Linked DNA regions of Mus musculus: all the other regions are linked to region 1. A link is a contact called in public HiChIP or PLAC-seq and promoter capture Hi-C data. All regions are on one chromosome and are shown on one strand. The core of a region is the stretch at or near the end of the contact, and the rest is flanking DNA. Distances in the headings are between cores, read along the strand shown. Region 1 holds the start of Txn2 (thioredoxin 2). Region 2 holds the start of D730005E14Rik (RIKEN cDNA D730005E14 gene). Region 3 holds the start of Parp10 (poly (ADP-ribose) polymerase family, member 10). Region 4 holds the start of Ddx17 (DEAD box helicase 17). Region 5 holds the start of Dgat1 (diacylglycerol O-acyltransferase 1). Region 6 holds the start of Pla2g6 (phospholipase A2, group VI). Region 7 holds the start of Vps28 (vacuolar protein sorting 28).

Region 1 (4,002 bases), core at 650-3,149:
TCTCAGATGACAAGGACACGCACTGGCCTGGTCAAGGCAACGAGGTGAGTCAGAGAAAGGACCAGGAAGAAAACAAAAGAATCGGTGAGACTTGTCCAGAAAACCTGATGGCAATCGGGTTCTTGGCTTTTTGGTTGAATCTGGTGTAAAGGTCTGGAAATGAAGACCAGGCCACAAGGCAGGCATTTATATATCTCTAAAACACACCCCTGCGGTACTGAGAAGATACACCTCCTGCCCACCCCATCCGTACTTGGGGACGGCTATGGTGGCACTGATAATGTTTTGCCCAGTCCTTCCCACAGTTTTAGTGGGTTTCGATGTTAAAATACGATGTTGTTCCACACTGGAGCAGACTCTGAGCTTTTCGGGCACTGAGATACAGGACGTAGGCATGAGGCAGCATGTCTCCTAGTGTGCTAGGAAGACCATCAATCTGTCTCCTACCATACTGCATACTTAAGGACAGGCACAGGGTCTCAAAAGTCTTCATAATGAGTGTATGTAGATAAGCATTACACATGGTAGAGAGCCATAGTGAGCCCTCAATAAATACTTAAGTAAGACCCTCCATCTCTTACTGTCCCCAGTACTCACTGTGCATGAAAGTCCACAACAACTGGTGTCTCACTGTTGACAACTCTGTCTTGAAAGTCAGGTCCATCCTGGACGTTAAAGGTCGTCAAACAGACTCTGGTGGTGTGTACTGTCCGGGCTGGGCTGGGCATTACTGTTAGACCACCAGCATTGTACTGAGGGGTCTGCAGGGTCTTAGAGGTGAGGGAAGCCCACACACCCTGAGGAGGCTTCCTGGAGATGACTGAGGTCAGGAACCTCCCCAGGAGGAGCCGCTGAGCCATCTGTGGGAGCAAGAGGCAGGAAGAGCTGGGGCCATGCAATAGGAAGTCAACACACTAGGAAAACAAAGAATTCTGGAATAATGAGGTGTTGGGAACATACAGAATTGGAAGCAAGATGCATGGAAATACTGTAATATATGATTTTCAAAGGCCAGGTGTGGTGGGGCCCACCTGTCAATCCTCCTCCTGGGAGGCGAGGCAGGTGATATAAGGCAAGGTCAGTTTGGGCTAGACAATAAAACCTGGTCTCTAAAACCTCCCCACGACAACAAAAAAAAAATATCTAGAGGTGAGTAAGGAGTCAGCATCACTGAATAGACGTTAAGTTAGAAGGGCAGAAAAACTGGGTTGACAGCCAAAAAGAAATCAAGGCTGAGGTGGAATTATAAAAGGTCAATGGAGGGAGGGACAAGGCTCAAGTGCCTTACATCACTGTGTATAGCCCAATGCCCCCCCCCCCCACACACACACACATCACTGGCTCTCTCTGATCAACTCTGAAGAAACCTTATAATACCGTCCATACTCAGGGCAACAGGTAGGTTAAGTGCCATGCCCAACGTAGGCCAGTTTTTAAAGTACAGCTAATTGGAACCCAAGGCCGTCTGTAAAATTTTTATCAGTCATTCTTTTAAAAAAGTGTTTTTATGGGAAATTAAGGAAAGGGAAGCTGTCGAAGAATGAGCGAAGAAGACTCCCAACTACGGAAGGAGGAACTGAGAGGCGTAGGAACCGGCCATGGGGTACCAAAGTGAAGCGGGTGGCATGTGTACGGAGGGAAGCCCAAAGAATGGACACGTGTTGGGGAGGGTGGGGGACAGGGAGACTGGGAGCACAGGACGTGCAGCTGCCAAGGCCACCTCCTCCCTCTAGGGGCATCCCCCTGCCGATCGCCTTCCTGCAGAGAAGCGCGCCGCCAGCCCGGCTCAGCCCACCCCGCAAGGGCTCCTACCTCCCGGCAGTGCGAGCAGAGGGATGCAGAGCCCAGCCGGCCTGCCCGTCAAGGGCACTCCTGTTGTCACTTCCTCAGGGGCAGGTCTAGCGTCATTTCCGGGAAAGACTATGCGGACGACGTTTCTCTGCAACTTGGGGGCGGCTCGGTTTTTTTCACCAATGAGGAGGACGGAAAAATGTAGGGCTGAAGGGGCGCGACCGGAAGGAATGGGATCGTGGAGGAGGGACCGGAAAATGTGTGGGACCAGTGAGGGAGGAGATGGGTGAGAGGGCGGGAAGGAAGGAGTGGCTTTGGAACAAGCTCCTGCTGTGTTGCGCCTCTTGGCATTGCCCACCCTTGGATCTGAGCTCTGGAAAGGGCTGGAAGGCTGTGTTCACTTTAATGCCGAGGAAGCTCTGTTCTCGACAGAAGCTTAGTGTTAAAAGGAAGAGATTCCCGGGCTGGGGTTATGGCTCAATTGGATTCCTGTCTAGCACACCCAAAGCCTGGCTTCTCAATACCAAGTAAACTGGGTGTGATGGCACACACCTAATCCCAGGACCCCGGAGGGCTCAGGAGTTCAAAGTCATCCTCGATACTTAGGAACTACGTGAGATCCGGTCGTGTGTGTGGTGTGTGTGTGTGTACACATGTCGCATTAAGGGGTTATTCTGCCGTTTTTGATTCTTTTCTGCCCAACCTAACTTCTTATGATTGAGCAAGTCCCTCTGCCCCTAAGGGCTGGCGGTACTTCTAAAGCCCTTACCTTTTGTACTGTCATGTCTTACTTTTTGGAACTGTCAAGGAAGCACTATCCAAGGTAAAGTGTAGGGCTTTCTCTCCATTCCCACTGGCATGAGTGACTGAGGTGTAAGTCCCTCATTTATGCATATTGTAACCAGTATTCCAGCCCCTTACGATCGGGGAACACGTTGCTGTCCACCTTCCCTTCCATACCTTTGCTCACTTTGAACTTTGTCTCTGGGTACTTAGAACACCTGCTCACCTTATCTTCTCTGAATAGTACTGCTTTCTTCTCACTAGCGCCTGCTTTATAATCCTCCAGAACACATGGACAACGTCTCTTTCTGAGAGTAGGGACTTGTGGTTGTCTCATCTGCATATACTTAGCGCCAACCTGGTACAATGCCCAGCACAGAGAGGCTGTTCAATAGACACTAAGTTGAGAATCTTTGCGCACCTCAGCAAGTGGTTTCTGTCAGAGGGGTTATGTGATGTGTCCCAGCAGATGGACTCCATCTACCACCCTATTTTAACCCACTCTCTCAATAATTAGTGGTTTGCTGAGGCGTCTTTGTGTTCTACATCTGCAGTTGTGCCTGGAAGGCTCTCCCAGAGCTCTCTGAGAAAAGTGCTACTAGGTACTAGATTCTGCACTGTCTCTGGGTCCCTTTTCTGTCTGCTCCAGTGGAGGTCAGCCCTCGTCTTTGCAACTGACAGCCACCAGTCTCTGTTCATTGTTTTGTTATCTGTTTCTTTTCTTTTTTTAGATGTATTTATTTTATGTATATAAGTACACTGTCACTGTCTTCAGGCACACCAGAAGAGGGCATCGGATCCCATTACAGATGGTTGTGAGCCACCATGTGGTGGAATTGAACCTCTGGAAGAGCAGTCAGTGCTCTTAACCACTGAGCCATCTCTCCAGCCCTCTCTCTTTTACTTTTGTCCTCCCTCTCTCCCCCTCTCTGTCTTCTTACTTCTTTTTTCTCTCCTCTCTTTCTACCTCTGTTCTCTCTCCATCTCCCCTCCATCCTCTGCACCTCTTTTCTTTCTTTCTTTCTTTGATAGAGTCTCATTTAACCCAGACTAAGTTTTAGGTGGTGCTGGAACTGAACTAAGCACGCATTTTGTCAGCTGAGCTGCATCCCCACTTTTTCTCACTCTTTCGTCAGCCCTGAAGTGTGTGTGTGTGTGTGTGTGTGTGTGTGTGTGTGTGTGCAAACACTTTGGCCCGCAGAGTAATGATCCAAGATCTGCATGAGGCAGGAAGGCAGCCTAGTTCAACACGACTCAGTAGCTGGTGTTGGGTCAGACTTTGAGAGTTCGACACTGGGAGGTTTATTTTAGGCATATTTAAGTACAACACGATTTGATCAAAATTTCCGGGTGATAATTAGCTCAGTCCCAGGTGCACAATAAAGCTTAAGACATGACTGCATTGAATTTTTTTTTGTAAAGTACTCG
Region 2 (4,002 bases), core at 1,058-3,557, 2.0 Mb after region 1:
CAAAAAACTTCCAATTTCTCTAGGACACACACTATGACCCTTGTACAAGGCAGTCGTTTCCAGGTTCACTGATCGATTAAAATTCCATCCAAGGCACTTCAGGAGACATCCCATCTCTCTTGTCAGAGGATAGAGGACAGGCTGGAGAGATGATTCAGTGGTGAGGTAAGAGCACCCAGGGTCAGTTCCCAGCACCCACACTGCTGCTCACAACCATCTGGAACTCCAGTACCCAGGGACCTGGTGCCCTCTTTTGAATGGTATATACACATAGGTGCAAACAAACACTCATACAAATACATGTAATAAAGAAATAAATACAGTGACTGGCGCTATTTCTTTCATTCATTTCTTATAACAGTTTGGGCACTTGCTAAGTTTCTTACATAAACCACATTTTATCTTGCCAGCATCCCAATAAGGTAGCTTTTTTAAAATGCCCATTTATAGATGAAGAATATTAGACTCAGGATGTTAAATAAATCATCAAAGGCCACATTAAGAAAGAGACAGAATATCTTGGCTGCAGGGCTGGTATTATTAGCACTATGTCCTCCTTTGGATCTGAGTTTGGTGCATTTTCTGGATCTACTTTTGTTATATTTTCTTTTTATATGTGTCTACTTCCGACTGAAGTATTATTTCCCATTAGTGCTGTTATATTGTGTCCATTTGTTTTCCAAGACAGTAGAAAACTACACACACTCCCTCCCCCACCAAGTTCAACAAGTTTGGCTTTGTAAAGAAATAAGGATAGCCTTCCACCAGATGGGGGCGCTGTGACACGCTCGCCCTACAGGAACTGGCTACTGTGCCCAGAGCCTCTGTGGAGAGCACCGTGTATACCTGCACACGTGTATCCCAAACCACTGGAAGATTACTTGACTCCGTGTGCATTCACTCCTCCAAAGAACGCTAGCTGAACCTCAATAACCAGAAGCGTGCACTTGCTACATTTGACTGGTCCACGCTACTGCCCTCGAGAGACACAGGTCTGTGAGAACAGTAAACTCATTTCGGTCTCCCTCATCTGCAGGGAAACAAGCTTGGATGACGGGCTCTGATACCAGCTCGGCCACCTGCTGCTGGCTGATTCGGAGCCATCAATGATCCATTTTTGTGCTCCCCGTTGATCTCAGTCTAGCTCCACACCTGGGGCAGTTGGGAAATTAGAGGTGAAGGGTGCCAAAATCCAAGCCACAATTAGAAATGCGAAGCCAGGCTGTCCCCTCCCCTCCTAAGCCGAAGGGAGAAAATGTAAGGGTCCCCACTCCTTAACACCTACAGAGTCAAACCCTTGGTTCAACTGGCAGCTTTGGCTGCAAGCTCGGCACAGGATGGTCTAGGCAGGTTGGATGGAGACGCCTGGGGCCACCCTTGGGGCGTCTGTCCTACCCTCACCGCGGTCGGCATCAGCTTCTCTCTACCATCAGTTAGTTTCCCTTTCTCTTTGCGATCCCCGCGGGCCGCTGTACAGAGGAGCAGGTCTCTGCCAAGCCAAGGGACAAAGAGGTGGGCAGGAGCCTTCTGGGCTTGATCGCCTAGAGCCCTCCCATTCCGGGAGCTGATGCAGGAAGAAGGTGGGGCCTGCATTCACTTGGCCCGGGAGGTCAGTTTCACTTCTGGGGGTCTTCCATAGCCTGCTCACAGAAAATGCAACCCCAGCGCCTGGGGCCCAGAGCTGGGATGGGACCATTCTGTCTGGGATGCAGCCATCGCAAATGCTATTCACCGATCAGGTACCGCTGGCCCCGCTCCTCCAAAATTTTCACTGCAGTCTCTTCCTGGTGGCCCCCATTTTGCTGTATACCGAGCCTCTCCTCTAGGTCCCCAGCTCCCGATTCCTCTCTCACATTCTCCAGGATACTCCGTAGCTCCCACTCCCCTCGAGGGTCCTTGTTCTGAGCCGCTTCGGTTACCTTATAGCTGCTTCTAAACTGGCCACCCTGTACCCCTCTCCACGTCACCCATATTTCTTCCTGTTGAGACTTCTCAGTCTGGGGTTACTCGCCTTTGGGTCTTCATGCTGATCCAGGGCTAGGCTGGTCTGGGCTTCAAATTTTAAAGAGAAATCCATGGAAGCAGACTTTGGACGACCATGTATGGAGAACTTTCGATAGATGTCCTAGAATATCCGTGCTGTTTTAACCCAACCTCAGGGGATACTGGGAGAAGAGGGGACCACTCTCTAAGGCAATGTGAACCACCTTTCCAGAAGTAGCCACTCTGAGCTGGGAAAGGGAAAGGGTAAAGAGAAATTCCCCTAACACACCCATTGCCTGGATGCTTGTGGAGACTTCTCGGAACCACACCAGTCAGCTAAGAGAAAAAGAGAAATAATAGGGGGCGGGGTTGGCACTGGAGAGAGATGGCTCAGCAGTTAAGAACCTTTGTCACCTTCCACAGAGGACCAACTGCTACCAGCAAACACATGGTATGGCTCACAACCACCTATAACTACAGCTTCTGGGAATCCAAGGCCTTCTCCTGACCCCCAGACATGCACATATTAATTCAGAACACATACACATATGTATACATGCCCAATGGCAAGAGATGTGAGTGGCCGGGTGTGGTGGCGCACGCCTTTAATCCCAGCACTCGGGAGGCAGAGGCAGTCGGATTTCTGAGTTCAAGGCCAGCCTACAAAGTGAGTTCCAGGACAGCCAGGACTACACAGAGAAACCCTGTCTCGAAAAAAACAAAAGAAAAAAAAAAAGAAAGAGAGAGATGTGAGTGTATTTTAAACCTACATATAAGAAGAAAGTTATACTGCCTACTCCCTTGGGTGACATTCTGATTTTTGTCCCTTCTCCTGGTGCCTGTGATGTCGGTGGAGGCCACTGTCCCGTGGGCAGCCCAGCTGCAAGTGGTGCGTGCATGCGTGGGTGTGGTGGAAATGCAGGCTTTAACTTCAAAGCTAATACTTTTACCCGCTGAACCATCTCCCTGGCCCGTCTTTCGAACCAATTCACCTCACCCTGAGCAACTTTGTCCTGTCCAGTGATGGATAGACCTGTATAGAGAGAGGCGACAGTCATATCACAGAATAGCATGTCTTCAGTCTTCAACAGAAAGCCCCTGGCCAGCTGTCTGTCTCCAGGATTAGGGCTCCTGAAGCCAGTTATCAGCAATTATCTGTTAATAGCCTTGTCCCCTGGGTGTGGCCTTGTAACCAGTCCCAGATGTCACCTCTCCTTCCAGAGTCAGAGATAAGCCTCCGATCCCATTCTTCTGACCAAGGCTTGATAGACGTCTGATTTTTCCAGCTCTTTTCTACAGGCTGCTGGCTATGAGGGAAAGGGTCCAGCCTGGGGTCCTCCCAGGCCACTAATACCTAGCCAGCTTTGAGGGAAGGGATCCAGACTCTGTCTCCTGATTTTTTTTTTTTTTTTTAAGATTTATTTATTGTAAGTACACTGTAGCTGTCCTCAGACACTCCAGAAGAGGGAGTCAGATCTCGTTACGGATGGTTATGAGCCACCATGTGGTTGCTGGGACTTGAACTCCTGACCTTCAGAAGAGCAGTCAGGTGCTCCTACCCACTGAGCCATCTCACCAGCCCCCTGTCTCCTGATTTTTGGTTGTTATTATATTGTGGAATTTTATTGTGATGGTGGTGGTAGTTTGGCTGTGTTGTTGTTGTTGCTGTTCTTTACATTCTTGTCTCCCTCTCCCACCCTCCCCCACCCCAGCCCCGACAGGATTTTACTATGAAGCCCTGGCTAGCCTGGCACTCACTATATAGTTCAAGTAGGACTCGACCTTGGCATAATCTTCTTGTTTCTGCTCCTTAAAGACTATAGTTACAGGCTTGGGCTTTCCCTGTCTATTTGGGGGGACCCTCGCCTGCAGGGTCAGGGAAGGACTTGATGAGTTCAGGTTCGAGAAATCCTGAGACATTAGATTGCCCATGTGACGTTAGGAATTTCTCTAACAGTATATAGTGTGGTGGGCCTGGGAGATGGGCACAGTATATAACTCGGGCGCCCATCTGGAAGC
Region 3 (4,002 bases), core at 985-3,484, 1.7 Mb before region 1:
TGGAGGGCCTCAGTGGGATCTGTCTGTGGGAAGAGGATGTCAGGGTCACAGCAGAGGAGGAGACATCTAGGTCTGGCACGTGAAAAAAAAAAAAAGGACAAAGGTAGAACTCCATCTTACCCTTTCAGGGTCTATGTCCAGGGTGGCGCTGGCCAGATGTTCTGTCCCGAAGACACACTGGAACTGAGCCTCCAGTCTGTGAAGAAGGTGCTGCCCCTCCACACCCAGCAGGAACCTGGCACTGCCCGGGTGCTTCATGTTCAGCGTGTGACAGCTAATGCTGCCCAGCAGACTCTGAAGCAACTCTTGGGCTGCCTGGCAGGGGGCCCTGGCTCCACACAGCTGCGGGACCAGAAGGAGGGCAGCTTATGGGTTCAGAGCACAGGAAAGGTACCTGGGTCCCAGTAAGAGAAGAGGCAAAGTTGAGGGGATCCTGAGGGGGGGTCACTCACCCGAAAGCCAGTCACATCCGTTCCTTCAAGTGGGAAAAGGGCAACATCTTCTAGGCTGGCGAGGAGGTCCTCATAATAAAGCTGCAGGTAGCGCACAGCTCCTGGTTCCACTGACATCACCATTTCCACCAGGCCCTCTTGCTTCTGCATCTCCCCATACCCAGGGCTCTCCAGCCCAGTCTCTACAGACTCCATGGCTGTCCCCACTAGACCCATTAGCCCCTCTTGCCCTGTGGCAACTTCCCCCAGGCCCTCCTGCTCCTGAACACCCACTGAGTCTGAGGCCATGGGTCCTACTTGCTCTGGGAGCTCTGTAGAGCTCTCTACTGGATCGACTGGGCTTGTAGACCCCATACTCCCCTGGATCCTAATTGATCCCGAGTCAACTGGCAGGGCTTGTCCTGGAGCTCCTACAGGACCTGCCCTTAGAAGGGTTCCTAATTGTTGTGGTGCCTCCCCAGAGCCCACAGCCATGGTCAGAGCCCCGGCCAGTCCTCCAGTTCCTGTAGGCGCATGACCAATGACTCCAGATTCTTGAGTAGCTGAATGGTCCCTGCCACTGACGCCCTCAGCGAGCGCTTCTGGCTCTAAGACATCATAGTGAGGGACAAGGCTCAACTCAATGCCCTGTAGCCAGTGTTTCTGCTTCAGCACCCGTTCAGCCACTGGAGGGAGAGAGAAGACAGAAAGCACACTGAGTCTCTAGCGTAGAGGAAGGGTCCTCCTAATTTCAGACACCACTTACCCTGCCATTGCTGAAAGGAAATAACAGTGCCTAGCTGCCCAGGCAGGCTGCGCAGACCCTCCAGGGGTCCGCCACCACTGCGACGCTCATTTTCCAGGTAGAGCTCCAACAATAACAGGTCCACAGGAGAAGCACTGTCCACCACACGTACTGCTCGGGTCTGGGGCACCCAGGCCAAGGACACAGTGGCTCCATTCAGGGGCAGATTCCGGGCCTGTTCTGCCAGGGCACTGACCTCTGTGGGCAGTATATGAATCAACTCGGGCACCCTCCTTAACTAGAAGCTATGCCGCCCCCCCCACCAGCCCTGCCTCTCACGTGCCTCTTACCTGCCTCAGAAAGGGGCGTGGATAACTGGACCAGGGCACAGTCCTGCCGAGGACTGGCCAGGGCATGGCAAGTCTGCACGGGGTGTCCTGCAGCACCCAGCAAGGCCTGAACATGTTGCTCCAGACTCAGAGGTGAAGTGCCAGGTGGCAGGTGTTGGAGAAGCACACGTTCTGGGGCACGCGGTGGGGCTGGCCTCAGGCTCAGTCGGACACCATGTAGTCGGTGCTCTGCCTGGGCTAAGACCCTCTTTGCATCTGTGAGCAGAGATGAAAGTGTCAGAGATGGCAACGCTTCAGGGCACCCAGGCAACCTCTTGATTCAACCTCCTCACCTGCAGGATCTTGAAAGATGAGGACACCCCCACAGCCAAGTCTCTGCCAGCTCAATAGAAGTCCTCCACCCGAGCGACGGTGGTTTTCAAAGTACAGAGTAATGAGCTCATCTGGTATTTCTGGGGGCAGTCCCCGGAGCTCCAAGGCTGCCCCTGCCTCCACCTCTGCCATCAGAGTCCTGGGCGGCAACACATGGGAGGAGAAGAGGACCACTCACTTCCCCTGTCCAGTCCTCTCTCCCACGCTCTCAGCTGCTCCCCAGCACCCCATATTTACACTCACCCCTGCTGTCTCAGGCCAGTGTCTCAGGCCAGTCAGTTATGCCTGCTGTCCTTCCCAGGCAGAAGGCCTAAGGTAGGAAAACAAAAGTGAAACTGACTGGGGACAGGAAAGAGGGAGGAGCTAAGCCAGAGGCTGTAAGTAGTTCAGGAACTTCCTCTCCTGCTCTAGCCTTAATCCTCAGTCCACAAGGAACTTCTAAGGACCTTTCTGCCGAACCACCCACTAGCCTCTTAGCTAGTGGGGTAGACCAGATGTCTCCTAGACTTTCTCTTCTTCTTTGGCTTCTCTTTGTGGCTAATCACCCTTCCTATGGGATGCTTGAGATACAGTCACACTGTCAACCCCCCACCCCAAGAATCTCTAGGCTTCTGTGCCCTGGGTCCCAGACATGAGCAGCGCTGATCTTAGAGGCTGGCCCCTGGCTGGGTCCGGCTCTTAGAAACCGTCAAACCCAGAGGATAATCAGCCTTGCTTCTAAATGCTAAGGGTGAGCAGTTCCACCCTTCGCCCCCCAAAATCTCAAACCCAGAGACGAATTTTCTGGTCCCTGGGTCTCATATGATAGAGAACTGATTCCTGCAAGTTGTCTGTCTTCCATGTGTGTGCCACAGCATGGCGGGTGCACGCATAAACAAACAAAGGTGACTGTTTAAAAGCCTAATGCTCAGATCATAACACAGCTTTTCCCTTGTGATTCCCTTCAGCCCACATCTGCCTAGTCCTTCTTTCTATGCTCCTTGCTCATCACCATTGCCCGCGATGTAGCCACTGTGCTGACATGCCTTTCTGCTGTTCATCCTTCCACAGAAGGGGAGCCGGAATCACAGACAGGACCCAGAGGGCCTCGCCTCACACCTAAGCTTTGCCATTATTATTATTATTATTATTATTATTATTATTATTATTGATACCGGGTATCACTCGGTAGCCCAGACTGCCTGAAACTCAGTGTGCAGGCCGGACTGGTTTTGAACTAGAAAGGATTCTTCTGTCATTCTCAGTCCTGAATGGTGGAGATATAGGTGTGGACAAGCATGCCCAGATTGGAGGCTGTGCCTTGAGAAGTCACTTTCCTGTCCGCCCCCATAGCTTGCTTGTTTCTTTCATCTCCAGAGCTGCTGCTCTCTACCCACACCTTCCAGTCAGGCCAGCTCGACCTCTGCTGTTCTTCCAAAGGATCATGGGGTTTTGCCCAGTCTATATGTCTAACCCTGTAGTCCTTGAATCTCCATGACCTCCCCCACAATCGAGAGCCTCCAAGACTTCTTGAAGGACCATGCTACCCTTTTTCCTTCTCTGCCACCCCCACTGTGGCTCCTCCACAGAGGTGACAGGGGACCAGCGGCTGCTACAAATCCCAGGAGCCAATGACAGTGAAAGCTAAAGTCTAATTGTCCCCAGTTCCTATCCCTCTAATCCCTTTTCATACAACACACCTGGGTGTTTATTTGGCTCCAACCTCCCAGGTCTCAGCTCTTGCCTAAACCAGTATCCCTGGACCATCTCTAACTTCAAATGACCTAGCCTTCCCCACAGAGCCACATGGGGCTATCCCTTCTCCGTAATTTCCCTCACCCAGCCCTTAGTGAGATCTTTAACATGGAGCTAAAACCTTAAACGACCTCTGAGTTGTCCAAGCTCCTTCTGAGGCCCTATAGTCAACTTTGTGCTTGTTTTACTTTTATTAAAGGGCCCACTAATTATATGAGAGTCTGCTTCTACAAAAGCCTGTCTCATCTATTCTATGCTTTCTTCTTACAGGACTTAACCACCCTCTATCACACTGTACTTTACTTAGAGGGCTTGCCACAGGCGCAGATGCAAGAGAACAGTTCATGTCACTGCCATTGTTAAATCCTCA
Region 4 (4,002 bases), core at 775-3,274, 1.6 Mb after region 1:
TAAAAAAAAAAAAAATCTCATTTCCTTTTTTCTTTTGTTTTTCGAGACAGGGTTTCTTTTATATAGCCTTGGCTGTGCTGGAGGCCTCTCTTTCTGTTTCCAGAGTGCTGGGATTAAAGGCATGAGCCACCATGCTCTGCAAGATCTCATTTCCTTATTTCCTGTAAACCACTAGAAAATTGGAGAAATTTCAAGTTATTTTAAAGAATTTCATTTCAAGACCTGCCAATATTGGGAGAGGTAGCAGGAACCCCACAAGGTAATCCCCTCTTCTGTTAGAACCTGGTGTGGTGGCCTACACCCGTGTTTCTGAACTTGGGGACACTGAGGACACATTCCAGGACAACCGTTAGACTAAGCTTCATGGCCCTGAGACAAACCCACCCTGCAGTGATCATGGCCAGAAATTTTACTGGAATTCTTTGGGTATCTACATTCAGTAGGCAGAATTTGGGTGACTTATTAATACCACTGCTAAACCAGCACAACTAGAAAGAAAAACATTCAACTGAGTAGACCCACCAAGACCTTTAAAAGGCCTCTGGCTTTTCAGTGCAATACTACAGTGAGCCAGGCCTTCTCATTTGACTACTTTACTCCACTTGCAAATGAAGCAACTGATACAAGTCTAAAACACTTCTAGAAATAACCAGTTTTCTTTTGTTTTCAATCTGTAATAATGGCCAAAACCCAATCTTTAGGAGATTTTAAGGCTAAGTCTAATAAGGATAATAATGTGGCTCCTATGTGTTATTTCCACTGGGCTTGCTTATAATCCCAAACTGCTTGGATCTTGAATAATGACCTAGGACAGAATAAAGCTTCTACAATTACGATTCCTTTACAAGGCTTATTCTGATTTTTTTTTCTTTCTACCACTGCCCTCACTTTGAACTCTGCTAACTGTTCTCTTGTTCTGATCTGTGTAGCCCAGGCTAGCTTTGAACTCCAAGCCTGACTCAGTCTCTAGTGCAGGGTGTGCCACCTCAAGGAGTTCTCTTGATTTCAACAGGCTTTGTTAGTTTCAAAAAAAAAAAAAAAAAGTCACCCGCAATTTGGATCTTTTGGAAAGCAACTCCAGCACTTCCCATTCCAATCTGATTCCACTTAACCAAAAATATAACAGAAAGGGAGTAAAACCTAGTTTAAAACCAAAAAAAGGCCTTTTCGACTCCAGTCCCTCTCTAACAGGGATGGCTAACATAGCGGAAAAGAAACGATCTCAAGCAGCTTTTCCTAGATTAAAACTTGAGCATCCGGATCCTCCCCCAGACAGACACTGCGGCCGGCCTGCAGGGATCAAATGATCAGCGAGCGGGCCAAGAGAGGCGACAAGGCTGGCCTGCCACTTCCGAGCCAGGATCGCGGTCCGCAGAGACGTCCGCCCAAGCCTGAGGCCTGCGCGCCGCCGCCATTGTACGGCGCGAGCCTCAGGGCTCTGCGGGCCACCCCGCCCCCCGCCCGCACCTCCCCCTTACCCTCCACGGTCCCTGTCACGATCCCGATCCCCAAAGCCGCCTCCACGCATGGTCCCAAACGGATAAAGATCTGGGAGCGGGGCACGGATGACCGAGCTCGGGAGGGCCTGCGGCTCGGGTCTAGTGATGACCGATGGCGGCGGCGGCGCCTCCGCTGTTGGGGCGGCGGCAGGCGCGGCGCTGTCTCGCTCCGACGCGCTGTCTCCCGTCGCAGACGCCACCGTCGCCGCCTCTCTCGTCGGAGACGGGAGCACAACTCAGAGAATCGGGGTTGTTAGGACAGTCGGGAGGTCTGGTCCCGCTCAAACCGGGCGGTGCCACGGTTGAGGCGTCTCCCTTCCTTCCCAGCAACTGCACAAAATGGCGGCGGCCGCGGAGACCGCTCCAACTTAACGCTACGCACGGCCCAGACGCTACGTAAACAGCGTCTGGAGGGCTCCGCGCGACGCCACGGACATTCTCGGAACCGCTTTACGTCGGTGACGGAGATGGGGGCCCTGGTCGGCCCACCTTAAACAAGGCAATGTGCGCAACCGGCGTAGGGTTCTCGCACCGCCAGCTCTAGAACGTTGGCTGGGGGTGGGGCGAGCCGTCGGCACGACGTCACAGTGTTGGCGTCGTTGGCCCGCCCACTATTGCGGGTCAGCGCAGTCTTCGTAGCGCATTCTGTTTCGAGAATGGACTTTTCCCGGCATTCCGAGCTCAACCCGGCGCTTGAGGCCGGCCTTGTGCAGACATAATGGTAGCACTCCACGTAGCCTTAGTCAGACTTCCGGGTCTCTGGGCAGTAGAACCCAGAGAGTCTTGAGGCCGCTTTCTTGGTTCCAACGTCCCAACGCCGTGTGCCCCAAGCTGGCCACACAGCCCGGCGCCATTTCTTTCCCGTCGCTTTTCGCCGCGCTGGCGCCGCAGCCATGTTGGATGCGTCGTGTCGCTCTCTTTCAGCGGCCAACAGCCTGGCTGGGCCAAAAGACACCCTGTGTTTCCCGCGTTTCTTACTGAGGTGCTATTTTCCGAACAAAGGGTTGGCACCTTTTCCTCTGGCCGTAGTTGACGCAGAGGCCACACCTTCCCAGAGTCCTTTCTGAGGTGGGCGCCTTGGACCTTAGCCACCATGAAAATGGGTGCCTTACCCGGGTGCCCCACTGCAGAAGCGGTGGGTTTGACAGGCTAGGATTTGCAAACCCTATCCGGGGAGGGCAGGCTGGGCTAGGCCGCCGGTGCCACCCAACTCCTAGATTGCTTTCTTTGGCTCGCCATCCCTGCGCACTGCCAAGCCACACAAACTTGGACATAGTTGCTTTACTAAATTGTGGAACTGCTGGGTTCCTTGAGACCTCTAGGCTCATTTCTACCGCCGCGGAGAATGGAGGCCGGCAGACTGGAGGCTTAGTCTTGTCTCATGTCCTGAGTGTTGCTTAGGTTAGGAAAGCCAGGAGAGTAAAGAGGCGTCTTGAGAAACGGTTCATTTGTCACTTCGGCCATGGAGAGCCAGGCATTGTGCTAGTTGCTGGGACACTGGGGATCCAACACGTTCCTTGGCACAGAGCTTTATTCTCTAGAGACGGAGAGGAGACAGATGACAAATGTGTATGTTAGACTTTTGCTGACTTGGAAAAGAAAATGGTGTTGAGGCTGTGGAACAGTGCTTGCTGACCGTGACTGAAGCCCTGGATTCAACACCCAGCACCTCCAAGAACAACAGCAAAAAAACACTAAAGGGAAGGCCATACTTTAATTCCAGCACTCGTGGGTGAATCTCTTGAGTTAAACGCCAGCTTGGTCTACCAAGTGAGTTCCAGAATAGCCAGGGTGACACAAAGAAACCCTCTCTCAAAAACCAACCAACAAACACCAAAGAAACAAAAACAAGAAAGGGGCTAGAGACAAGTTGAGGAAACGGGATGACATCGGGTGCTCTCAGAAGGCATCCCCCATCTATCAAATGACATTTGAGCTGAGGTCTCAACTAAGGTCCTTGCTGCCAAGGGGGAAGATCAATTATGCAAAGCCTGAGTCCAAGAAGATGGAAGCTACTTAAAGAGCTTGGTTTCCTTGAAGGTGAAAATGTCTGGTTTAAAGTAGCGGCATAAAGAAGGACCCCTTTGACTGCAGTGCAGAGAATCAACTGAGAGGCAGCTAAGGCAGGAACAGTTAATCTAGTGAAGGCCCAGTGTACTGTCTCTTTTCTTTAGTCTCTCTGAGTTCTAGGCCAGTCTGGTCTACATAGTAAGACAGACAGAGCTACAGTGTGAGACCCTTTGGACGTGGCTGGGTACTGAAGTCCAGGCAGGAAATGGTGGGACTTGGTGCAGGTTATTACTGCTGAGAGAAATGGTTCAGTTGTGTGGCTGGAGCCAGTGATTTGCTGGTGGTTGGAGAACCAAAGGTTAAGAGTGGTTCCTGGTGTTCCCTAGGAGACAATGGATAATGTATGGAGGTGTTAACAGTCTATACCCTAAGAAGACAAGTTAGGCACTGTGATGGTTTGTACATGCTTGGCACAGGGAATGGCACTATTAGG
Region 5 (4,002 bases), core at 918-3,417, 1.4 Mb before region 1:
AGCCTGGCCCACCAATGTGGAGGGATGGAATCTAGCTCCTCACCTAGGAGGCTTCCGGCCCTGTGACATCCCCAACATGGATTGAGGCCCACTGCCCACTGGGGGATGACAAACTCCCCATCCCCATAATGCAACATCCATCTATGGAGGAGAAGGGGCCACAGCACAGACCCTTTCCACACACATAGACATCTTTCCTAGCTTGCACAAGCCTCCCACCGGAGTACACTGAGTTCAATGGTCATCAGGAGGTGTGACTGTTCTCTCTTGCCTATCCCTGCATAGTAACTTGGCCTACAACTGAGACCTCAAAGATAAAAAGATACTTTCCCCACTGCTCCAGAGGTCATACTAGCCAAACTCCTGACTCCTAAAGGAAAGGACAATGAGGGCATTCAGAATAGGGGATTGTTAGGATCACAGGACCTTAGGACATAGGACCCTTAACATCTTTTCTGATGCAGCGGGCACCTTTAATCCCACCACTTGGGAGACAGACACAGGTGGAGCTGTTTGAGGCTAGCCTGATCTACAGAACTAGTTCCAGGACAACCAGGGCTACACAGAGAAACCCTGTTTGTGTGTTTGTTTGAGAGAGAGCGCACACACACAACATCTTTTCAGGTGGAAAATGGGAGGCCAGCCTCTCTCAAGACCAGCTTTGATTTACAGAAAATCATGATCCCTCTAAGGAGGGCCAACCTCCTCCCCCACTCTTGCCTCCAAGGCCTCCTTACCTGACCTTTGTTCATAATATGCCATACCTGCCTCACACTGAAGTTATCTTATCTCCTGGGTGAACTGTGAACACCCTAGGGCAGCTGGGGCGTGGGGGGCACCGTGCCCACTAGAAAAAGATTGTTGATACAAAGAGAACCAGACTTTGCCACCCTAGATAGCCACTTCCTCCAAGCCCCTCAGGTACTTCCTAACCCAGAGCTACTAAAGGGTCCCATGATGATCACCAAAAAGAGTCTCAGGGCCGGCTTTGTAGGAGACAGTCTCCATTTCTTCAGCTAAGCAGGGCCTCTCCCATAGGTGTGTTCATACCAAACCTCTCTCCGGTACTCCAACCACGGGATGAAAGTCTCACTTAGTAGTCAGCTCTGCCCCTATAGCCCGAAGTCATTCTGGTAACATAAGCTGGGCTTCCTTCAGGCCCTCCTACTTGCTGGAAGAGGGGTGAATAAGCCATGCAGCCTGTTAGTACTAGAAAGCTTCCTGTACTGTCCTCTGCCCCGAGCAAACGCCCATACCCATCGCCTCAAACAGGCGTGTGTCCTCTGGAGCCTCTAGCAGCCTTCTCTACCCACAGGACACCCCTCGTAGTTTTTGCAAAGGTAACTCTTCATCATAACCCTCCCTGGAAAACATCAGCCTCCTTCCACTGAAGAAAGCCCATTCATCTCCACCCCCCACCCCCCCGGGGCTCACATTTCCTGCTACCCACTCCTCAGAAAGGACCTCAAGGGACTCTGCCTCAAGGTGTGCTTACTTTCCTAAGCAATATGGAAAGGGGGCTGCTGCCCACTCCTCTACCCAGACTCCCTGGTCGGCTACACGACCACACCTGGGTGACCTTGGCAAGTGACCCTCTCCCCAAAGCCCGTGTCCCAGTACAGCCCCAGGGGAGCCCCGGCCGCGTAACTCGCAAAGCTGTGGCCAACTTTTAAGAACTAGGAGCGTCACTGGAGAGGTCAGATGTAAGGGGATCAGGCACTCCGCTACCTCAGATCCCAGTAGCCGTCGCCCACGCTGGTCCGCCCGTCTTTGTCCCGGGTATGGGCTGGAGCCGGAGCCGGAGCCGGCGCGTCACCCCCGGCGCCCAAGTCGGGGCTCACAGCCGCGTCTCGCACCTCGTCCTCTTCTACCTTGGGCCCACTACCACCCTGGACGGAAACCCGCGAGCCGGTCCTCCGACGCCGAGAGCTTCCCGCGCCTCCGCGGTCGCCCATGGCTTCGGCCCGCACCTCGTCGCGGCCCAGTCGTGCTCCGCCGGCTCTCAGCGCTTGGAGCCCGCGGCCCCGCCTCTGGACCCTGAGCAACGGCCTCCGCCGCCGCCCCCTGCCGGCCTCCGTAGCCGGCGCAGCGCACGACTACCTCTGCGACGCTGAGGCTGCGATGCTGCGGAGCAGCTGACTGGCTGTGGCGTCAACTGGAGAGTCCATTTGTAGTCCGAGGCCGAGCGGAGGCGGAGCCTAATCGAAGACGCGGAGCACGCTGGGAGTCGCGGGAGCAGAGCGCGGAGCCTCCTGGGAGTTGAAGGCACCGGGAGCTGGTGACGTATAGCACTCTGGGAATTGCAGTCACAGGCTGGCAGAAGCAACTAGTGTGCAGCTTGGCTGTGAACTTCGGTGGAAGAGGTCCGAGGTGCTGTCTCACTGCGAGGAGCAAGCGGGAGGAGAACTGCCCCGGCTCCTGGCTCCCTGGCAGCTACGCACTTCCTCTGACCTCTTGCTTGCCTCTTGTCCCACTTATGTAAAAACATCCTTTCGTCATCCCCAGCAGCGGTTTGAGTGTAGGTCATTTATGAAACTGCGCTGACGTCTTGCGGTTCCAAATCCATTTTTGAGCGCACAACCGACAGACTTATCTGCTCTGGCAGCATCGTTCTCCGAAAGATCCCTAGCTGCTAGGCAGGAACCAGTTTAAATGTACCTTGGAGCACATAGCCTGTCAAAGGATCAAACTGGAGAAATACCCAGCTTCGCATTACAGCAAATGTGTGCAACTGCCCAGTTAGTTAAAAGAAGCAACTCACCAGTCACCATGGCCTCTTCCTCTACCGCCCCACAGTGCTGTCGAGGGCCCGACAAGCAACGTGCCTGATTTAGACACCGCCGTGCATACATTCTAGACCTGAGGAAGCACCTAATTTCCTTCAGAAACACTATAAAGGACCAAGGAGAATAGTGGCTTTCTCTTCTGGGGAATAGCAGGCCTAAGAAGCACCTCTATAGGACAAGGTTGGTAGCCTCTCCTACAGGATGCTACTAGTCTTCCTATTAAGCTCCCTCCACTTCTGTAGTATCCACTGACTCCTTCCCTCAGGTCACACTTTCTTCACGACACATCTCATGATGAGCAATCTGGGCTGCCCTGCCGGTGGTGTCTTTGTACATATGCAGAGAAAAGCGAACCCAGGCTTGGACTTTTGTGGATCAGAGCCAACCTGGTCAGTGTCTCCGAGCATTCCTTTGTTGCTGGCCCAGTCTTTCATCTGGTCCTTGGCAAGGCAAGGGCTAGGTCTTTGTGAATAGTGACCCCAAAAGGAGGCAGAGTGAAAGAAAAAGTCTCTTTGGGAGCCTGAAGTGAAGGTAAGTCGTGTGAGCTCTGCCATGCCTTTCCCGCTCCTTCCTCTGTTAAGTGAATACGAGGCTTCCACATTCTCCTGGGCTAGCACGTTGGCTACACCAGCTTCCAGTTTGAAACCAAAAACTAAAAGTGGAAGGTTGAGGCCTAGGCTGCCACTAAAGCCAGAGATGAATCCACACCATCCAAGAGAATGAAAGTCCTCCTTGGAGACAGCTATTCATTGACATTCAGCCTTACAGCTGTCAGCCTCCAAGAGGCCATGGGAGTGAAGAGACCAGAGGATGACCAGAGCCATCAGGAAGGATGGTTCTATGGAGACCTGTGCCAAAGAGATGGCACCGATGTCAGAGTTCCAGGGCCTGATTCAAGGAGGAAAGGCTGGAATGGATGATTGCGATATGCAGACAGCTTCACTGTTGAAATTTAACGTGAGTGGTGGCACACGCCTTTAATCCCAGCACTCAGGAGGCAGAGGCAGGCAAATTTCTGAGTTCGAGGTCAACCTGGTCTATAGAGTTCCAGGACAGCCAGGGCTACACAGAGAAACCCTGTCTTGAAAAAAAAAAAAGTGTGCAGACAGGGCTGGTGAGATGGCTCGGCAGTTATGAGCCCTGGCTGCTCTTCTGAGAGGTCCTGAGTTCAATTCCCAGCAACCGCATGGTGGCTCACAACCATCTATAAGGGTAA
Region 6 (4,002 bases), core at 559-3,058, 1.4 Mb after region 1:
TTGATACTCCTGAAGAGGACTCGGGCTCAGCTTCCAGTACCTACACGGCAACCCACACCTTCTTTAAAAAAAAAAAAGATTTATTTTTTATTTTATGTATGTGAGTACACTGTCACCGACTTCAGACGCACCAGAAGAGGACATCAAATTCCATTACAGATGGTTGTGAGCCACCATGTGGTTGCTGGGAATTGAACTCAGGACCTATGGAAGAGCAGTCAATGCTCTTAACTGCTGAGCCATCTCTCCAGCCCCCACAAGTCCTTTAATTCCAGATCCGAGTGAATTCAGCATGCATGGAGTGTACTTACATAGATCCGGGAAAAACATTCATATGTATAAAATAAAAATAATTTAAAAAAATAAATAAACTGGGGACTCTCTACAGTGAAAACCTAGCCCCAAAGGTATTAGCATGACCCTGGCAAAGGAGGTCACTGGCCTCCCTTCCCCAGGCTAAGCAGGAACAGCGGGCGGGCGCTAGCTACATCAATATTTGCTCAGTGGAAAGGGAGCAGAGAATAAAGGTAACAGAAATAAAAGCGCCTGGTTGTCAGGGTGATTAATAAACACTGAAAACATGAACAAAGGGGAATGCTCTCCCTTTGGTCCTCTCTCTCCCTATCCCCCAGCCCTTTCCATCCTGCCTATGAAACAACAGCAAAGCAGGGAGCTTGTACAGGGCCACACTGGTCACCAAGCCTTGTCTTCTACATCTTCTCATTCAAATACTGAGCCTCGTGGCAGTCACTAATGTGGGCAGAAAATTCAGTCCTATCTGGCACAGTGAGAAAACAGACAAGAACAGAGCATGGCCTCCAAGCTCCAGAACCACGTGAAGGCAGAGACCAGAACAAAACACTGCACTAGTCTAAGGGTGGAGCTTCAACGAGGCCAAACCAAACCTGCCCAATCCTGTCGGGCTGGCAAGAGGGCAGGTGGGGGAACTTTAGAGGAAGGATTGGTATTTGTTTGCGATCATGTGAACTGCCCATTAAAAATACAGGCAGAGATCCATAAACCCTTGTGCCCTCCCAGTCGCACTCACACCCAAATCCCTAGTCACAGTCACCTGGGTCACAGGCTCCTAGTCGCCAGCTTCCAGGTCATCGGAGGGAGCTGGAGGTGAACCCAGGATTGGAGGCTAGAGAACTGGGAAAAACACACGGGGGAGCAAATGGAAACCGGAGGCACAAGAGAAGATAAGCAGGGAGTTAGAAATGGGGGCTCAGGGGTTGGGCACAAAGGGACGGACGCAGGAAGCAGGTGGCGTGGGGGAAATCGGGCAATGAGGCAGAAAACCAGGAGCACTCAGAAGCGCAGAGAGAGGAGCTGGGGACAGTGGACAGTCCAGGGTGAAAGTCGGGCAATGAATTGGGAGAAGGGTTGATTTTGGAAGTTGGGAAACTGAGGGCGGCAACGGAGAAGAATGCGGTCACCGGATGGGAGTTGGGGACGCCAGGGGATGAAAGGACAGAAGCCGGGAGCACTCAAGGAGGCCAGATAGGAGTTAACGGAGGACATGCCTCAGAGTCGCAGACACGAGGCCGGTCCTAAGCAGGGTCCAGGTGACGACATTCAAGACAGGGGCACCAGGAGGTTTGGGAAAGGGCCGTCAGGCCCCGCCCCCGCCGCGCCGTCACTCACCTCGGCTTACTCAGCACTTCTCAGCCCTCCTACTTCCGCAAACTGACGCGCCCCGCCCACGTGACGACACTACGGCTCTCCACCAATCCACCGAGCCCATGCCGCAGGCAGGCTGTGGCCCCGACCCCAAGCGTGGACCTCGCACGCGGTCAGGCGCCGCCATCTTCTATAACTGCCCAATGGAAGCCGCTTCTGTTGCCAGGGGGCGGTCGGGCTTCTGACTGAAGCCAATTCTGCGTGGCTGATGGGGGCCATGCCTCGGGCGGGCGGAAGTTTCTCGTGAGGGCAGTTTGGCTGACGTGTTGATAAAGGGCAGGAGGCTGTTCCCGGCTCCCTTCGACCTCAAGGAATCCAGGGTGGCTCGGACTCTGAACTTTTCTGTTTCTGGCAACACATGAAGATAATAAGAAAGAAAATCAATAAAGCCACAGGATATAACCGGGAAGAGCCTGCTTTGATGTTGCCAGGTTCTCCCAAACCAAATTGCAAATAAAAATATGGAATTAACGGTTAGGTTGAAATAAGACAAAATAAAAAAAACTTTCAGGTGGGGAGGGAGGTAATACGCGCGCGCATATGTGTGGTGGGTGGTGGCCAACATAGGGTTTCTGTAGACCAAGCTGGCTATGAACTCAGATTGCCTGGTGTGTGCCACAAGCTTTTTTTTTTTTTTTTTTTTTTTTTTTTTTTTTTTGAGATAGGGTCTCCCACTGAATCTGGAGCTCCCCCACTGGGTTAGCCTAGCTGGCTATGGAACTCCAGGAGGCTTCTTGTTTCCTCTTTCCCAGCTTTGAAGTTTAAAACATTTACCTTTTTCCGTGGGTGCTGGGTATCGAACTCAGATCATTGTGACAACTTCACAAGCACTTTTCCTACTGAGGTATCTAACCAGCCCCCGAACAAGCCTAGTGGCAAGTGATAAAACTGTATTTGTTGCCTACCAACTCTACCTCAAGATGCCAGGCAATTCTGGGTGTGGTTATTGCACACGTACAATCTCAACATTTGGATGCTGGATCAGGAGTTCAAACCCAGCCACAACTAGTTCAGTTGAATCCCAACCTGGCACTCTGTCTCTCAATAAATAAATGAATGGATGTCTGGAGGAATCTTAGCACTTTTAGTAGGATTTTACTTGAATGACCTCTGTGAGGCTGAGAAGTAGCTGCGGTTGCGTCTGGGAATAGGTGATTGTCACTGAGAAGACTCAGACCTCATGCCTAACTATCATGGAATTCCAATAGATGGAATTAAAGTGAATAACGCGGGGGCTGGTGAGATGGTTCCTCGGTTAAGACCACTGGCTGTTCTTCCAGAGGTCCTGAGTTCAATTCCAGCAACCACATGGTAGCTCTCAACCATCTGTAATGGGATCTAGTGCCCTCTCCTGGCATGCAGGCATACATGCACACAGAGCACTCATACCATAAATAAATAAATAAATAGATAGATAGATAGATAGATAGGTAAATAGATAAATAAATAAATAAATAAATAAATAAATAAATAAATAGTGAATAAATACATGGTTGGTAATGCTGATTTTAAGGACTGCTGGAGAATAGCCAGGAGCCTGGGTTTGGTGACTCATTTACTTTGGACTAAGCTGCTCTCTTCCCCATCTCCAGTCTACCAGCTTCGGTTGAACCTTTACTTTCTTTTTTTTTTTTTTTTTTTTTTTTAAAGGAATTATTTATTTAATATACATGAGTACACTGTAGCTGACATAAGACACACCAGAAGAGGGCATCAAATCTCATTACAGATGGTTGTGAGCCACCATGTGGTTGCTGGGAATTGAACTCAGGACCTCTGGAAGCGGAGTCAGTGTCCTTAACCGCTGAGCCATCTCTCCAGCCCCGAACCTTTACTTTCTTAAATGAGCCTTGAGCTAGGGGCCTAGCGAGATCTCCCCAGGCTGTTCTCTGTCCTGATGCTCTTCTTAGTCTCTCCACAGACACAAATAGCCAGTTGCCAAGCAACCAGAGCAACCACCTTTCTAGGTTTAGTTAAGAACCTACCCAGGTTGCCAGGGGCGTTGGCATACACCTGTAAGCTTACCACTTGGGAAGGAAAAGAACGGTTTCACAAATTCAAAGCCAGCCTGGGCTACATAGCAAGACTTTTTCTGAAAAATACAAGTAAAAGATAAGTAAGAGGGGGGCATGTGGGGGTGGGGAAGGAATCAGGATGTAGAGTGGATACATTTTTTCTTTTTTTTTTTTTTTCTTTTTGGTTTTTCAAGACAGGGTTTCTCTGTGTAGCCCTGGCTATCCTGGAACTTACTCTGTAGACCAAGCTGGCCTTGAACTGCGCTGGGATTAAAGGCATGCGCCACCACCGCCTGGCTACAAG
Region 7 (4,002 bases), core at 792-3,291, 1.3 Mb before region 1:
AGGATTGGTGGCCATCAATGTCTGACGCCACAGGCTTGCTCACTCATTGGGGGTGACACAGTCCTTGATGTACGCCTTCTCCAGGGCCTGCATCGTCTTCACCACGGCAAAGAGCTCTGCCATGTTGTCATACCTAAGACAAAGCCATCCATCAGGCCGCTGTCCAGAGGCAGGGCAGCCAACTGCTGCTCTGCACCTATGGCAGAGTTCAGCCCACCTCCCACTCCATCCCTGGTACATATTCCTCAGGGACCATCTTCCTAGCGCGACGCCATGTTCTCCCCAACCATTGGTGTGGTGGTGGGTTTGGTAGACTGCTGGGCCAGCCATGGAGGCTGGATGGGTGCAAGTGTGCATGTGTGCGTATGTGTGCATGTGCATGTGTGCGTGGCAGCTTAGACTTACTTCTCCCGCTCCCGAGCATTCTTGTAGAGCTTTACTTCCTGTTGGAAAAGCAGGCAAGAGTCAGTCAGCATCTCCAGGCGTGGTTATAGAACCAGTGACAGCCACATGGTGTTTGCAGTGGCCAGGTGAGGATCTGCTACCTACCTCATACAGCTCCGGCTTGTTCCCAGGGGCTGCAACAGAGCAAGGAGGAGCTGACAAGGGTGACCCCAGGACAGGCCCACTTCAGTTACGTCCCAAGAAGGTGTCTCCCATGCCATGTATCACAGAGCTCAAAGGGAAGCACAGAATAGGGGCTCCAGCCTCACCTCCTACCAATATGGCCTCTAAGAGGCTACATACAGATTGCTAGGTTTAGCTCTCTTCCCCCGCCAACATGACTGTAGTTTGTACACAGAACCACAACTTGGTACAAATAAAAGCCTGTCAGATGCTTCACACATGCAGTTGGAGACCCAGAGTTGCTCAGGATGCCAGAGGTTCTGACCACATTGGAGTATATTCTCGCTCCCCAGCAGGGTATTGCAGGGGCCCTCAGATTCCCACCAGAAATAATTCTGGCCCTAGTCATTACCCAGGGCCTAATGACTACGGGATGGACGTAGCAGTGTGGTCCTTTCCCAACAGCCCCTGCAACAGGGAAAGCCTTGGCTCCTCCCCTTCCTCCCAGTTTAGCCTACACTCACCTCCAACACCAGGAGTAGCTGGGATCCCGTGGAACATCCTGCAGGCCCAGGCAGCTATACAGCACAAGAGACCTGGAAAGCAGAGCCAACACTAACTCAAGGGTCCCCTTACACCTTAAGAACTGGGCTCTGGAGATCAGAGCGTTGTGAACAGCTTTCCTGCTCTCTACAGGAACGGCACAGGATGCTAAAGGACTGTCATGGGGGAATGTCATGTCAGGCTTTGAGGATGAACATCGAGTGCCATGGGAGTCCTGCCTGTTAGCTGGGTTAGGGTAGGGAAGAGTAGCTGTTAGAACTGGGGCAGCATCTTGGGCACAGGGGAAGGGCATTGTTGCAACATCTTTCAGTGGAAATGAACTGAGACTAGGTGTCCGGGGCTTTCTGTGTGTGAGGGAAAGTGTGGAGGTAGGTTTTACCCTAATCTGTGGGAGATACTGGAGAAATGAATAAGGGCAAGCTTATTGGTTGATGCGGCAAAGTGGCGGAGGCAAGGCCCAGGATAGGTCCTGTCTAATAAGGAAGCCAGCCCAGACACGCCTCAGGATTTGAAATGGGGTGAAAACAAATGTTCAAGGAAGATGGTCAAACTGAGATGGAGTGGCTTGAGGAGCAGCGAGAGCTACCGAGGTCGCAGGAGCTAGGAATAGCCGGCGGAGTCGCAGAAGAAAGGTGGGTACCCTCACAGACAGGGGAACCTGAACTGTGGACCAGCAATGCCACTTGACAGCGCCCATCACCTACTGAGACACTGGCCGCGCGGCAAGGGCCGCTGAGCCCCAGAGGAGACGGGACCGGGACACCTAGACCAAAGGGTTCCTATGAAGAGGGGACCCGGCCACCGCCGCTGTGTACCTGGGGCGTTTGGAGTCCCGGAGATGGCGACAGAAGCTCGGTGCTCGCTTTTTCCGCCTGCGCCTGCCGGGAAACCCGATCGGCAGCTCGGCACTCATCCTCTAACCTTGAGCCTACGCACATAGCAAGCCAAATCCATTGATCGGCACTCGGCTTTTTTTGCCTGAGCTTGCGCTCTGGAGTAGCTCCGCCTGTCAAGGCTTTTACAGCTCACATCGCCCACCCTTTTCGCAGAGAGCTGACACAAATGAGATAGCAGCATAGTTTATTAAGGTTTTTCTTTTTCTTCTGGAGGAAACGGCAGGACTAGGATCAGAGGCATTTAAAGAAGAGCTTGGAACTTTGGTCCATTGTGCACGCACCCTCTGGCAGTCTCTGACACACCGAGTCTCGGTCTTTGGTGCTCAGGTCTTTGGTGCACAGTTGCAACTCCTGCAACTGCACGAAGATCTTGTCCCAGAGGTCAGAGTTCAGCGGCCCTTGAATAGAGCAGCCTGTGGGGGTGAGGAGGAGGTAGGTTTAACTTACACACCCACAGGAGGCATAGTGCTTATGTTGTACCTCGGAGCCTACATTTTGGCTTGTCCCATCATAAAAAGGACTCAATATATCTGTATACTGTGGGCCCTCGGATCTCTGGAGGCTAGTGAATGCCAGGCCTTGATCAAGTCAGAGATCCCAGTAGGCTCAAGGTTGTCAGGGAACTGGATGAAGCGCACAGCTGCCAGAAATACCATTGTGTTGGGAAGAGGGGGTGAGATACAGGAAAAACCCAGGGACTCCCCTGTGCTCAGTTTTTATCCTCCAGGGGGAAAGGCTGCCACCCTCAAATCTCAGCTGGGCAAGGCAGTGGCAGGCCAGGCCATCAGGCACACTTATAAGGTGGAGAGTGCGTTGGTGTAACGGGACAAGCTAGCTTATTAGTAGATAAGGCAAGGAAGGAGGGAGGGGGGCAGGTTGAGAGAGCAAGCACCCCTTAAGCGGAACTTGGATCACTGACTGGTGGACAGGAATGAGGAAATAAGGTTTTCTGCAAGTAACAATGATTTGCTACCCTCCTGACCCAGAAAACCCCGCAAAAACAAAAGGTCCAAATCATGCCTGCCCTGGTGGCATCCGCCTTTAATCTCAGTCCTCTCCAGGTAGAGAGGAAACTTTACAGAGCTCCAGAACAGCCAGGACTACACAGAGACACCCTGTCTCAAAAAACAACAAACAATTTGCCACTCCAAAAGGAGGTTCAAATCTTCATGATCATTTTAAGAATACCCGAGGAGCTGCCTAGGCTGTGAGGGGGTGTGCATGTGTATCTGAAAAATGTCACTTTAAAGAAGCAATGTGCATTGTTTCAGAGGTCTGTCTATAAAGGTGGAGTTGGAAAATGTTTGCCAGGCCAGTCAGTCAGTGGCCCCCAAAGAAGTTTTGATATATGTTCTCTTACAAAGTTTGGATATATGTTCTCTCTGGTCACTGTTGAGTTTTTATGGTGAACTAACCCATGGGTTCCCCCTGTAAGTAAGTAAGATGATTCTCACTGAGAAGGAATAAACTGTTCCTAGCCAAAAGAGAAGGCTGCACAGAAGAAAGGATATCCCACAACCAAAAGCTAAAGGAACAGCTGGGCAGTGGTGCACACCCTTAGCCCCAGCACTCAGGAGGTAGAGGCGGGCAGATCTCTGTGAGTTCAAGGACATTTTGATCTACACAATGAGTTCCAGGACAGCCAGGCATATACAGAAAAACCCTGCTTGAAAACAAAACAAGCTGGGCAGTGGTGGCACACGCCTTTAGTCCCAGCATTTGGGAGGCAGAGGCAGGCAGATTTCTGAGTCTAAGGCCAGCCTGGTCTACAAAGTGAGTTCCAGGACAGCCAGGGCTATACAGAGAAACCCTGTCTTGAAAAACAAAAAACCCAACCAAAATAACAAAACAAAACAAACAAAAACAAATTATTTTGGGACTGGAGAGATGGCTCAGTGGTTAAGAGCACTGACTACTCTTCCAGAGGTCCTGAGTTCAATTCCCAGCAACCACATGGTGGCTCACAATTATCTGT

Evidence for each region. Promoter capture Hi-C pulls out the DNA fragments that hold promoters and counts their contacts. HiChIP or PLAC-seq counts read pairs in DNA pulled down with a chosen protein or histone mark.
Region 2: a contact with region 1 is called in a promoter capture Hi-C map of pre-B cells, with 3 times the contacts expected there. The contact joins the promoter of D730005E14Rik here to the promoter of Txn2 in region 1. A contact is called at or near these places in 2 of 39 promoter capture datasets (liver and pre-B cells).
Region 3: a promoter capture Hi-C map of pre-B cells shows a contact between it and region 1, with 4 times the contacts expected there. The contact joins the promoter of Parp10 here to the promoter of Txn2 in region 1. A contact is called at or near these places in 2 of 39 promoter capture datasets (liver and pre-B cells).
Region 4: a promoter capture Hi-C map of liver shows a contact between it and region 1, with 3 times the contacts expected there. The contact joins the promoter of Ddx17 here to the promoter of Txn2 in region 1. A contact is called at or near these places in 3 of 39 promoter capture datasets (cranial neural crest, liver and pre-B cells).
Region 5: a contact with region 1 is called in a promoter capture Hi-C map of liver, with 4 times the contacts expected there. The contact joins the promoter of Dgat1 here to the promoter of Txn2 in region 1. A contact is called at or near these places in 6 of 39 promoter capture datasets (hippocampal neurons, liver, maxillary cranial neural crest and 2 more) and 1 of 115 datasets of contacts at active chromatin or transcription factors (pancreatic cancer cells).
Region 6: a promoter capture Hi-C map of liver shows a contact between it and region 1, with 3 times the contacts expected there. The contact joins the promoter of Pla2g6 here to the promoter of Txn2 in region 1. A contact is called at or near these places in 2 of 39 promoter capture datasets (both in liver) and 1 of 115 datasets of contacts at active chromatin or transcription factors (pancreatic cancer cells).
Region 7: a contact with region 1 is called in an HNF4G HiChIP or PLAC-seq map of pancreatic cancer cells. The contact joins the promoter of Vps28 here to the promoter of Txn2 in region 1. A contact is called at or near these places in 2 of 39 promoter capture datasets (cranial neural crest and frontonasal cranial neural crest) and 1 of 115 datasets of contacts at active chromatin or transcription factors (pancreatic cancer cells).

What each region holds. Positions count from the first base shown.
Region 1 is chr15:77,927,095-77,931,096 of GRCm38.p6, forward strand. It overlaps Txn2 (thioredoxin 2), which reads right to left and starts at 1,900. Exons shown (of 4, transcript NM_019913.5): 1 at 1,813-1,900; 2 at 598-860. The coding sequence starts at 860.
Region 2 is chr15:79,890,831-79,894,832 of GRCm38.p6, forward strand. D730005E14Rik (RIKEN cDNA D730005E14 gene) reads right to left here and starts at 2,308. Exons shown (of 1, transcript NR_030675.1): 1 at 1-2,308. Apobec3 (apolipoprotein B mRNA editing enzyme, catalytic polypeptide 3) reads left to right here and starts at 1,578. Exons shown (of 8, transcript NM_030255.3): 1 at 1,578-1,739. The coding sequence starts at 1,687.
Region 3 is chr15:76,241,206-76,245,207 of GRCm38.p6, forward strand. Parp10 (poly (ADP-ribose) polymerase family, member 10) reads right to left here and starts at 2,235. Exons shown (of 11, transcript NM_001163575.1): 1 at 2,142-2,235; 2 at 1,859-2,037; 3 at 1,527-1,781; 4 at 1,198-1,434; 5 at 453-1,117; 6 at 121-342; 7 at 1-23. The coding sequence starts at 2,030.
Region 4 is chr15:79,544,717-79,548,718 of GRCm38.p6, forward strand. It overlaps Ddx17 (DEAD box helicase 17), which reads right to left and starts at 2,025. Exons shown (of 13, transcript NM_001040187.1): 1 at 1,479-2,025. The coding sequence starts at 1,528.
Region 5 is chr15:76,509,827-76,513,828 of GRCm38.p6, forward strand. It overlaps Dgat1 (diacylglycerol O-acyltransferase 1), which reads right to left and starts at 2,168. Exons shown (of 17, transcript NM_010046.3): 1 at 1,729-2,168. The coding sequence starts at 1,955.
Region 6 is chr15:79,326,563-79,330,564 of GRCm38.p6, forward strand. Pla2g6 (phospholipase A2, group VI) reads right to left here and starts at 1,809. Exons shown (of 17, transcript NM_001199023.1): 1 at 1,073-1,809.
Region 7 is chr15:76,624,043-76,628,044 of GRCm38.p6, forward strand. Vps28 (vacuolar protein sorting 28) reads right to left here and starts at 2,042. Exons shown (of 10, transcript NM_025842.4): 1 at 1,947-2,042; 2 at 1,092-1,163; 3 at 550-578; 4 at 406-443; 5 at 44-133. The coding sequence starts at 1,128. It overlaps Tonsl (tonsoku-like, DNA repair protein), which reads right to left. Exons shown (of 26, transcript NM_183091.3): 26 at 2,195-2,440. The coding sequence ends at 2,259.